Linked DNA regions of Bombyx mori: region 1 is linked to region 2. Evidence: chromatin contacts called from public Hi-C data. All regions are on one chromosome and are shown on one strand. The core of a region is the stretch at or near the end of the contact, and the rest is flanking DNA. Distances in the headings are between cores, read along the strand shown. Region 1 overlaps LOC105841250 (protein PRRC2B). Region 2 holds the start of LOC101737211 (exosome complex component RRP4).

What was found. Hi-C and Micro-C count contacts between places; a contact is called where the count stands out from the background.
Region 1: a contact with region 2 is called in a Hi-C map of whole pupa, with 1.7 times the contacts expected there. The contact joins the enhancer-like site here to the promoter of LOC101737211 in region 2. A contact is called at or near these places in 2 of 7 Hi-C or Micro-C datasets (posterior silk gland and whole pupa).

What each region holds. Positions count from the first base shown.
Region 1 is chr15:5,639,099-5,644,319 of ASM3026992v2, reverse strand. It overlaps LOC105841250 (protein PRRC2B), which reads left to right. Exons shown (of 13, transcript XM_038015675.2): 9 at 1-579; 10 at 1,057-1,192; 11 at 1,275-1,810; 12 at 1,914-2,121; 13 at 2,206-2,732. The coding sequence ends at 2,333. Among protein-coding and RNA genes, the nearest start is that of TRNAT-AGU, 11 kb to the right of the region's middle. Within about 2 kb of position 1,414, at least 6 of the 8 cell types and tissues checked have open chromatin away from gene starts, as enhancers often do.
Region 2 is chr15:5,597,489-5,602,492 of ASM3026992v2, reverse strand. LOC101737211 (exosome complex component RRP4) reads right to left here and starts at 2,135. Exons shown (of 5, transcript XM_038016096.2): 1 at 1,875-2,135; 2 at 1,564-1,801; 3 at 1,348-1,482; 4 at 568-753; 5 at 147-363. The coding sequence starts at 1,999. The coding sequence ends at 148. It overlaps LOC101736281 (mediator of RNA polymerase II transcription subunit 18), which reads left to right and starts at 2,971. Exons shown (of 5, transcript XM_004928539.5): 1 at 2,971-3,382; 2 at 3,822-3,956; 3 at 4,242-4,446; 4 at 4,717-4,829. The coding sequence starts at 3,290.

The DNA.
Region 1 (5,221 bases), core at 165-2,664, 43 kb before region 2:
ACAGAAGATTCTGACATGAAACTTGATTTTGGCTTTGATTCAGATTTGGGACAACTTTCAGAAGATAAATCAGCTAAGTCGCTGGGTTTACCACGTGGTGTCCACATGAGCACTTCTAATACGATTTCGCCTCTGGCAGCTGATCTTAATTTAAAAATCGCTAGTGTTAAGAAGGTCTGGGAGATGCCTGCTGTTGCGGAAAATACGGAGGAATTACAATTTACTGGATTTGAAGAAACCAATACAGAAAGCGCTCCACCTAATGTGTGCAAAGTGAAGCCAACGCAACAATTGCAGTCCCCACCGCCTCAACATTACAACCACGTGGGCTATCAGGGAGGGTACGGTGGGCTATCAGTTCCGTCGCCGCCTGCCATGTTGTTTAACTCATCACAGCAATTGTTAGGATCTTCTCAACAGCTTCCCCAGCAGGGTGGACTTTACGGAGCTTTCTTGGATCAGAGTAGAGGTCAATTTGGTGGTTTTCCTGGTACTCCATATGGCGCCGGTTCAGCGGCCCCCTATAACTACCAACCGCCACCGGATATGTTTTCTAGTATTCCAAGCCAATATAGGATGGTAAGAAATTTTTAATTTAATATTGTAAGTATTAAGAAATAACAGAAATCTCACACAGATGTGATTCAACAGTACATACAACTGATTAAACAAACCATATTATTATGTTTTTAACAAACTTAACAGTTGATTTTTTTTTTCTAATGAATGAATAAAGCTAAAAAGCAAATTTAGTTGCAGAAATAAAAAAAAAGTCTCTACAAAACATACATTTAATTCAATAAAATTTTACTTCTTCGCCGTCTATGCAGTGTGTTCTTAGTAGTGCCACAAATATATCCAGACATCAGAGGCATAAGGGCGAATATCCATGATTACAGTAGTTAGTTTCTTGTATTTTATTGATAGAACCATACCAGATCCTATTATAATGTTTATCAGGGTTGATCTACTATCACATATTTCAAATTTTATTGTTTCGTCAATAGGTAAATAACCATAAAATTGTCATAAAATCTACCCAATATCAATTTACAGGCAGCAGGCGGGGGTGCAGCTTTTGGCCAATCAGGGCAGCTTGGAAACAGTCCTAGTACAGTGCTCATATCTAGTACATCTAATTCTCTAATGTCTGCAACTGTGAAGCCCACTACTCAACAAATTGGTGCCATAGGTAAGAGTTTTCGCTCTGGTTTTGTGTTTAAATAAGGTATGAAAAACGAGAGCTAAAAAATTAACAATTATAATGTATAAAGGTGCAGGCAGCAAAGGCGGCGGTGTGGGTGGAGTAGGAGGCGTCAACACCTACGGCCAACAGTACCTAGGATACTCAGGACCTGTGGGCGAAGCCCCGTACTCACTCTTGCCACGACCGGCTCCGCCAGCTTCCTCGTACTATTCACCTTACCAACCACCAACTGCGCCAGCACCTACCTATCCTCTCCAGTTTACGCAACCTGCGCAGTCTGGCGCCTTTGGCTCCCAATTTCTCTCTTCGCAACTACAGGTTGCCGCCGCTGTACAACAGATGCAACAACAATATAGAGCGCCTTTACAACAACAGTATCCTCCGCCGCAACCACAGCCTCGTTTACCCCCTCAACAACAATTGAAGAGTCCTCTTCACGAGCATGCCAATGGATTCGCGCCACTTTGCGATGCAGCGTCACCGACTCCGAAAGGTGGTGGAAAACCGCAAAAGCCGCCACATTCTCCACCGCAACACAAGTATCACGCCCCGCCTCAGCATCCACCGCCGGCACACACACCCCATCAACACCATCAACAACAGGTATATTTTATGTCAAACTATGAAATTATATGTTTACAATAATTGTATTAAATTGGTCAGTATCGTTTTCAGTAAGAAGTATTAGTAATGTCTGTCTCCGCAGATGGTGAGCGGCGGCAACAACGGGCGTTGCGGCGGGGGCGGGGGCGGAGCGGCAGGAGTCATGACTCGCGGCGGAGGTCCTGCCCCGCGCTACCCAGCGCCTATACAGCGCCCCCATGCGCCAGCACTGCCGCTGTATCGCGCACCACAACAGCGACCTCACCATGCTCAGCCGCGCCCCAATCTCTACTATCATCATCCTCAGCGAAGTCAGTATACAACTTAGTCACCAAATCGATAAAACTAGCCGCCGTTCTAGTCACGAATCGCTGATCGCTCGCTTTTGTGTCCAGACGGAGGCGGCGGAAACGAGCGCGCGCCCGAGAATACGGAACCGACCGCCGGCGGTGAGGAGAGCGGCGACCCGGCACCGCCGGCGGAGGTGCAGACCGTGCCCCCGCCGGAGGTCAAAGCGGAGTGAGCGAGCGTTTCGCCTGCCGCGATTTGCCCTTTCGCTTCTCGCGGACGCTTTCTATTGCGTCCCGGGAACTCGCCGAATTTAGGTTTCCGATATTTTTATTAGGACGTAAATTATGAAAGTGATCGTGAGCCGGTCGAGTCGCGTGCGTGTACATACTATGTCCGGCGGCTATCGGCCGGCTCCAGGACGTGGCACTATGACGCCGTGAGTCGGGTGACCTACTAGTGAATGTGTAGCGACGATTTTGTGGAGGAAATGTCGATGCAATATAATGAGTAATAATGTAATCTGGAGTGATACAAACCGATCACCTTTCGGCTCTAAAGTGGACCGCCGCGCGGTCACACTCCATGTATCATAATCAATTATTAAATATGCGAATAAAATTATTATGACCAATCCCATTTTTTATTTATTAGTTTATGGTGAAACCTAATCTCTATCATGCCTATCACCAATTCATAGGACTAAAATAGGCATCGAAAAGTTCCATGACTATCAATAGCTGTGATGCTATGTTACGATAATAATTTACAAGAAAATGATATTAAAACATACCTCTAATAAAATTTTATGCACGACAAAATAAGATTAATTTTTTAAAATGTTCCACATGTTTATGGGCCGATGAGACCCCGCCTGTCGGTAACTACTACAGACACCGGTGCGCTGCTGATTTACGTAGTAAAAAAATTGTCACGTATAATATATATATACAAATTTGTTCACTACATACGTCAATACTATTAATAAATAGCTAGTAAAATTTTCAATGATCCTAATGAATCATAAAACCTGCTGATATTTTTTTTATATTAATAATTATAAGCATTTATAGAATACTTTATTTAAGATTAATTTGTATAATTTATTGTTATTGTAGAACTTAGTTTACTTAAAGTGAGGTCACTCTATATTCTATTTAGATGTCGCTATCCACTTAAAACCAGATTACTTAAATAACATATATTTATAAATTTTCCTTGTTTATTACATATCTAGGAAAAATGTACAATTTGGTAAATAGTCATAATGTAACTCACTTTACTGTCCATTTTAAAATGTAAATGGCCTTAAACCGTATAAAGCTACACATTGGGACCATCAGACCTGGTTAAAAGGCATGGCTTCCGGGCCAAGTATAATATTTCCAACACAAAAAAAACATCTCTTATTTTTCTGCTGGGATATTTGTATGAGGAATCTGTTCAAAAATAAATATTTGAAGAAGCCATGTTATTTCGAGTACTTAATCATGGTCGGCATTATAAAATATATCATCAAATTTATACCTGTGTGATATGTGCGTGTACCAAAATGTAAATGAATTTACAATCGCGTTTTAAGAATTAATACTTTCTTAGCCAATATTATTTTATGTTTATAATTTTGTTTCTGGGTGAGTGACATTCATGGATGTTCGTATAAAAAATTGGGAGGGTGTATATACCTTTGATAAATATTTTAGTAATTTAAATTTAGTTGTTTTATTTTTTGACTCTATTTATTTTCTGTAATAGGCTTTGATTTGTATTATTTTCTTACTAAATTATTAGAATGTTTTTTTTAAAATCATTATGTAAACTGCCCTTGTTCGTGAAACATTTGTTATACTATGTTGTTTTTTTTCTACCTAGCCCTAGCGAGAGCCGTGCTTTGCAGAATCTACCACCGGATTGGAGACGAGACCCATTGAGAAGATCTGGTGAGAAACTCAGTGGGCTAACTGCTATTTTGGTTCTCTGAGTGAATATTGACACATGCGAGAATAGTCGGTGGGAAAATAAAAACCGTCATTAATATAAAAAATATATATATAAATAAACACGCACGTTGTAAAATAGCTTTAATAAAGCCTTAATTCCCAAAATGGTCCAGGTGGACACCAGGGTTCCACGGGAGACCCCAGAGGCTTTACGTTGGCGTGCCAAATGAAATGGGAGTCAACAATTCGTAAGGCCCAGAACATAAGGGGTTCCACAAAAAGTGATTTGCTTTCGATAGTAAATTATTTGTTATTAATCCATGCAGTAAGTTCCCCTAAAAAGACAATTTGGTGATTTCACTGTAATAAGTCCATAATACATCCATAATACAATCCATAATACATGTAATAAGTCCATAAAAACAATGATTATATATTATATATAATCATTGTTTTTATGGACATTTCATTGTTTCAATATATTATATTAATCTCTTCTTTGTTTTTTTTTTTATGATTGAAAGATTACTGGTGGCCCGGAGGCCTTTCCAGCTTCACCAGGACAGGTGGGCGAGCAAAGGCTCAGTCAGGAGGGGTGGGATTTGCTAACAACTTCCCGAGCGCCTCCGAAGGAGACCAAGAACTCAAGAGCAATTGCTTCGCGAATGAATCTACTATCGGATCGGAATCGCGACCCACTGAGAAGATCCGGCGAGAAACTCAGCGGGCTGATGCATGGGTTAGGTTGCACGTCGACCTCTTTGTCGAGTTCGACGAGTACGGTTACCGGGGTTCCTCAGCCTGCTCCTAGTGTTAGAGCTGAAGGTATCTAATGCTAAGACTTATTGGATCTGATGGGTCCGTAAGGACGTGTCTAGGGCGACGACGGTACTTGCTCCTGCGTGATCAGGATTCGGGGAATAATCAGCGACGGCAACGATAAGGCGGTTATCATGACGCATAGCCTTATCGAAGTAACGTTCCGACACTGACTTCATGTGTTTGCGGATCGATTCGTGGCCCAGGTTGTCGTGTAGGTCGACGTTCCTCACGAACCACGGAGCCCCGACGGTTAACCTGTAAAAGCGGGATTGTAGGGATTGGAGGGTGTCTATGTGTGTGCGGGCCGCGTGAGCGAACACCACACTCGCGTATGTCATGACGGGCCTTATGCAAGCTTTGT
Region 2 (5,004 bases), core at 886-3,385:
TAAGCGCAATTGTACACAGATTTACATAGAACGATCAGTTCGCCCTATCCATAGTGAATTGCAATTTACAGAAAACTTTGTGGTATTGAAAAAGCTGTATTTCCTTTATTATTAATATTTTCTAGCTATAATTAAAACACAATAAAGTCACTCTTCTGCAATAATATTTATTCTATGCTGAGTTAAAAATGCTACGTCAAGCATAGCTTCAGGATCCAAGAGTTCCTTTACATTGTCGTATTTGAGACTTTCTTCGAATGCAAACATTATGCTAGTATCATCTAACATCATCTTAGATGCCACAAGTGCCAAAATACAATTTTTCACTCGCGCCATCGTTTCTCTTTCTGATTTCCCAACAGGCTGCAATAAAAATGATATCAGCATCATATTAGCATATGCAACAATTTCATGAGGGCATGAGAACATGCATGAGTTCTATTTTCTTAAAACATGGAAAAACACAAAGTTTAGTGAAAATGATATAATAAATCTTTAACTTGTGTTTATCGTTTATCTTTCTTAACTCCTATTCCCGAACACTGCACACTGATAGCATTAACCCACCTGAATTTCATAATTTTCAATTGCATCCTTATTTCCTTCCATAAGAATATCACTTTTGTGTGGACTAATCCATATATATCCATTATTCCCTATTATGACAGATACTGCACATGGTAAGTTGTGAAAATGATTTTTTCTGCGCTTTATCAATGACGGGAATACTTTTATTAAAGTTCCCTGTGAAAGCTGCAAAAAATAAAGTTTTCGAACAAACTCTTAAATTAATTTTTTTTTAGTATTAGCAAGGAGTAGAAAGTTCAACATTTTGTGATATTAATTATTATTAGAGGACTGTATGAATGATTCTATTTTAAGGTATGAAGGGCTATTTGGTTTAGAGGAAAGTCATGTAATTTAAAAATTGAAAAAAAAACATGACAAAACTTCTCCAGCTATTTCAATGGAGAATACTTAATTGGTGTTCAATTAAAAACAATTAATTGTATAAACTAATACCAAATAAAATTTACCTTTAATTACACAGATAGATGCCATGTAGTAAGCGAAGTGTCACTTAAAACAAATAGCCTTACGCCCCTTGATTTTATTTATTTAAACATATAGGTAGTGAATTAAAGCAGATTTAAGTGTTTGTGTAGACTTGTAATCAATTTGCTAATGAAGCATGTTTAATCTACTCAGAAGGATAAATATCATCTTCACTTTGGAGGATTTCAAAATTTAATGTTGCTACATATTTGAATATTTTTAATTTCCTTATAACATTCTTGTTGAACTTTAGAATAGTCATTTTTTATTGGCTTCATAAAATCTGATTACCTTGCCATATTTCAAACTTCTTGTATGCAATGAGAGCGAACCATCAGAAAATACATTCTGTACTTCAGCGCTTATCAAATCACCTTCCTGTAAATGTTTTCTCATCATCTGCTCATCCTCTTCTGAACGCCTTCTCTGGATTTAAAAAAATATATAAATAGTTATCATTAGATACAAGAAGATTGCTTTATATTATGGAAGTGTGCGTTAATTTACCAATTCTCCGCCAGGTAGATTTACTGAAGAAAGTTGAAGTATTGAATCAAGTCGTGAATTGGTATCAACTTTCCATCTTTTCTGTTGAACTTCCAATACTCTTCCGACTACCACATCGCCTATTTCTCCAACGTAACGACTCTTCAATGGGCGAATGCATATAAGTTTATTTACTTTTTGCATAACCCCAGCAACAGATGCTTTTAGGCAATCATCTTCTGCGTAAGTTCCGTGGCCTCTTAAAGTGCAAAATTATTAAATTTATAGTAATAATAATTCTTAACAATATTGTTTTCGCAAAAAATACCGACCTCATAAAATCTTGTATCCCAGTTATGACTTCGCCAGGAGTGTAAAAACGCGGCGGGTCATTATTTGAGGCAACCGAATGATTTACTCTTTCAGATGCGAGTTTTATAGATACATGACTGACCATTTCTAATGTTTTTTTAAGCTCCCTCTTTGCTAATTGTGAATTGTGTACAACGAACTCATAGACCTATAGTCGGATTTTTTATTAGACGAAGTCAACTGACGTTTACTGTGTTGTCAGGTTTTGATGAAATAAAAATAGTGTTGTGACAAAGTGAACGATTGAAAAAACTCCTGAATTAATGAAATTGCCTCGATTGTCTAGTGAATAGTTAGTGTGCCGAATTGCCGATATCGGGTACGGGGTTCGAATTTTAGGCGTGCTTTGTACAACCAATGAGTTTTCGACGAAATATTATGTTCCTATAGTATCTACCTGCACTGAATACCGAGTGTTTTAAACATTAAGAAAAACATTGCGAGGAAGCTTGTAAGACTGTCCTATTTCCAATACATCATATAGTTGAAATTATAGATGTATAAAATATAACAATTATAGGTATGTAATGAAAATAAAAAAAAGTAATTGTAGTTACATACTACTAGTAACATATATTGGAGCACTTTAATACAATTTTATTGTAAAATATAAATAATATTCTTTTATAGTTTGAAATTAATGATTAACTCTTCACACTCATTGTTCATTCATGTGATTGAACGAGAACTGAACAGATGATAAGGGATGAAATACAATCTCACTAAAATGACGGTTATTTACTGAGATTTTGGCCTTTTTGGACGATCCCGAGAAGTTACGTCCAGCGGCTTGGTTTCATTTTCCCACATTGGTGCACTTTCATAGATATTGAACAGTTAATAAACAACCGTTATTACAGGTTTAAACCTGAAGACACACTAAATAGACAAAATAAAACAAATCACACAATTTCACTCCTCGCATGTAGAATCATTGGTGACAAAAAATGTTTAAAAACAAATACGGCCGTACCAATATGATAATATGATGCGATACCATTGCCTCTCTCTCCTGTATTTGAAAAAGGAAATTACAAAATGTCACCTAAATGAGGCTAAATGTCAACATTGTTAGTAACTGTCAAGCTAACAGCGATTGCAAACATATCTCTACCTTGTTAAATTCCAATATGAGTATTTAGATTATGTTAATTAGAAATTAGAATTTATTTTCTCCTTTAAAATTGCCTAGTTTTTTATTTTACGCAATATTTATAGTTTCGGTTATATGGACTATTTAGACTGAATGCACCTCTATGAGACAGAAAAGTCGTTTATAAGTGTAATGATTTCTTGGCTCACACATAGTTCTTCAAAACTTAAATCTTTAAATAGCTGCTATTGAAGTAGGTTTTCAGATTTTCAGCTCCATAAAATGTCGGCAAACGCTGCACCTATAACAGCTACAGATAGCTTATCGCAAGCTTTAAAAGCGAACATTATACCAAATCAGGAATACTTACTTCAGGTACTACAGGATGTTGAAGTGGCTCAGCTATTTTAAATTTCAGAATAATTACAATATAGTCTACATTCTTCTACAGTTTCCATAAATTGCATACTTAACAGAACTAATTACCATAGTTGCAGCTATTGTATCCAATTCTTTTGACCCATTTGATCTGTTTACATACTACATTCAAAATATTATCAGAACCCATACATACATAGCTTACATATAATAGCAGCCCAAAAAAACATGAGATAAGGTCTTAGTTACAATGCCTACAATGCTGTTCTTAATAAATAAAAATAATTCATTTAATGATTTTCAATTTTACAGTATTTCATAGCTGGAAATTATGATAATTAGGCAACAGGCAGCAACTTTTCTCAAGATTCAGTCAAGTTTGTTAATTGTTGAATATTATACATTTAATTTTTGATTCCACTAAAATTTGATTAAGGGCTCAGTGTTGGACTCGGCAGTAGAAGTTTTACTTCACCGATTACGTGGTCTTTGTGACAATGTTGATGCTGGGCCAGAAACATTTGATGACCAGGAAGTGTGTTTCAGTCTACGGGATCCTAATCATCATCAGGTAATAATAATACTTAGAACTTTTTAAAATATTTCTGTTAATGTTATTATTATTTTAGGACACTAGAATATAAAATGGTTATAAAATTATAATACAATAAAACTTGTATTAAATTATAAATTGATTAAATTTTGCCTGGGCTGTCACCTGTTTGGTCAAGAAAAGTGCTAATGATTTGGTAATCACTATTAATACTGTACAATTCGTGAGCATAAAGACATGCCTGAATCTATATATTTTTCTTTCATGTTCTAATAGTTCATCTTTAATAAATTTAAATTTCAGGCTCCCCCTCTCATGTTGCGTGTTCGTAAAGCATTAGATGCTCGAGACATGCCATTTCAGTTACGATACATTGGGCAGCCTGATTTGGGGGACAAAAATAGGCCAACAGTTGTCCGTTCCAGTCTTGATATAGCCTGCAGTGGAATGCTCATTGAATTTTTAAATGAGCTAGGATGCCGAATTGAATTTGAATACAGTGTAAAAGGTAATAATATTTATTATAATGACAATTATGAGTAATATGATTGTACATGTATTTGATAGTATATTCTAAATCATCACTATTACTATACCACTATTGTTAATAATGACGAATCAAAGAAGACCAATAGTCAAAAATACTAATTCAATTTAAAGTATTACCTAGATTTGGGATTTAATTAAATTGCATATAATTTTCAGTGGTTCATTTAAAATCAATCAATTACGGTAATTTTATAAAAAACATTAAGCTTTTTCTAATTCTAAATTTCAGGTTACATGTTTAGAAAAGGTCGTATGAAAATTACTGTAGCAAAAGTGTTTAAGATTTCTCAAAATTCAATGCCACCTGAACCTATCTCACAGAGCTATCTTGTGGAGCTTTCTGTAAGTTTTTGACACCCAATTAAATAATTTGTCAAATTTCCCAAACAATACCGCTTTCTGGTTTTGCTTGAGTATGATGATTATATATGATCTTTAAGTACCGTAGATTGGGGAAAATGGGGACCCTTTCCAATTCCAAAACAAATTTTCAATGCTTTTATTCTTAGGGTAATAC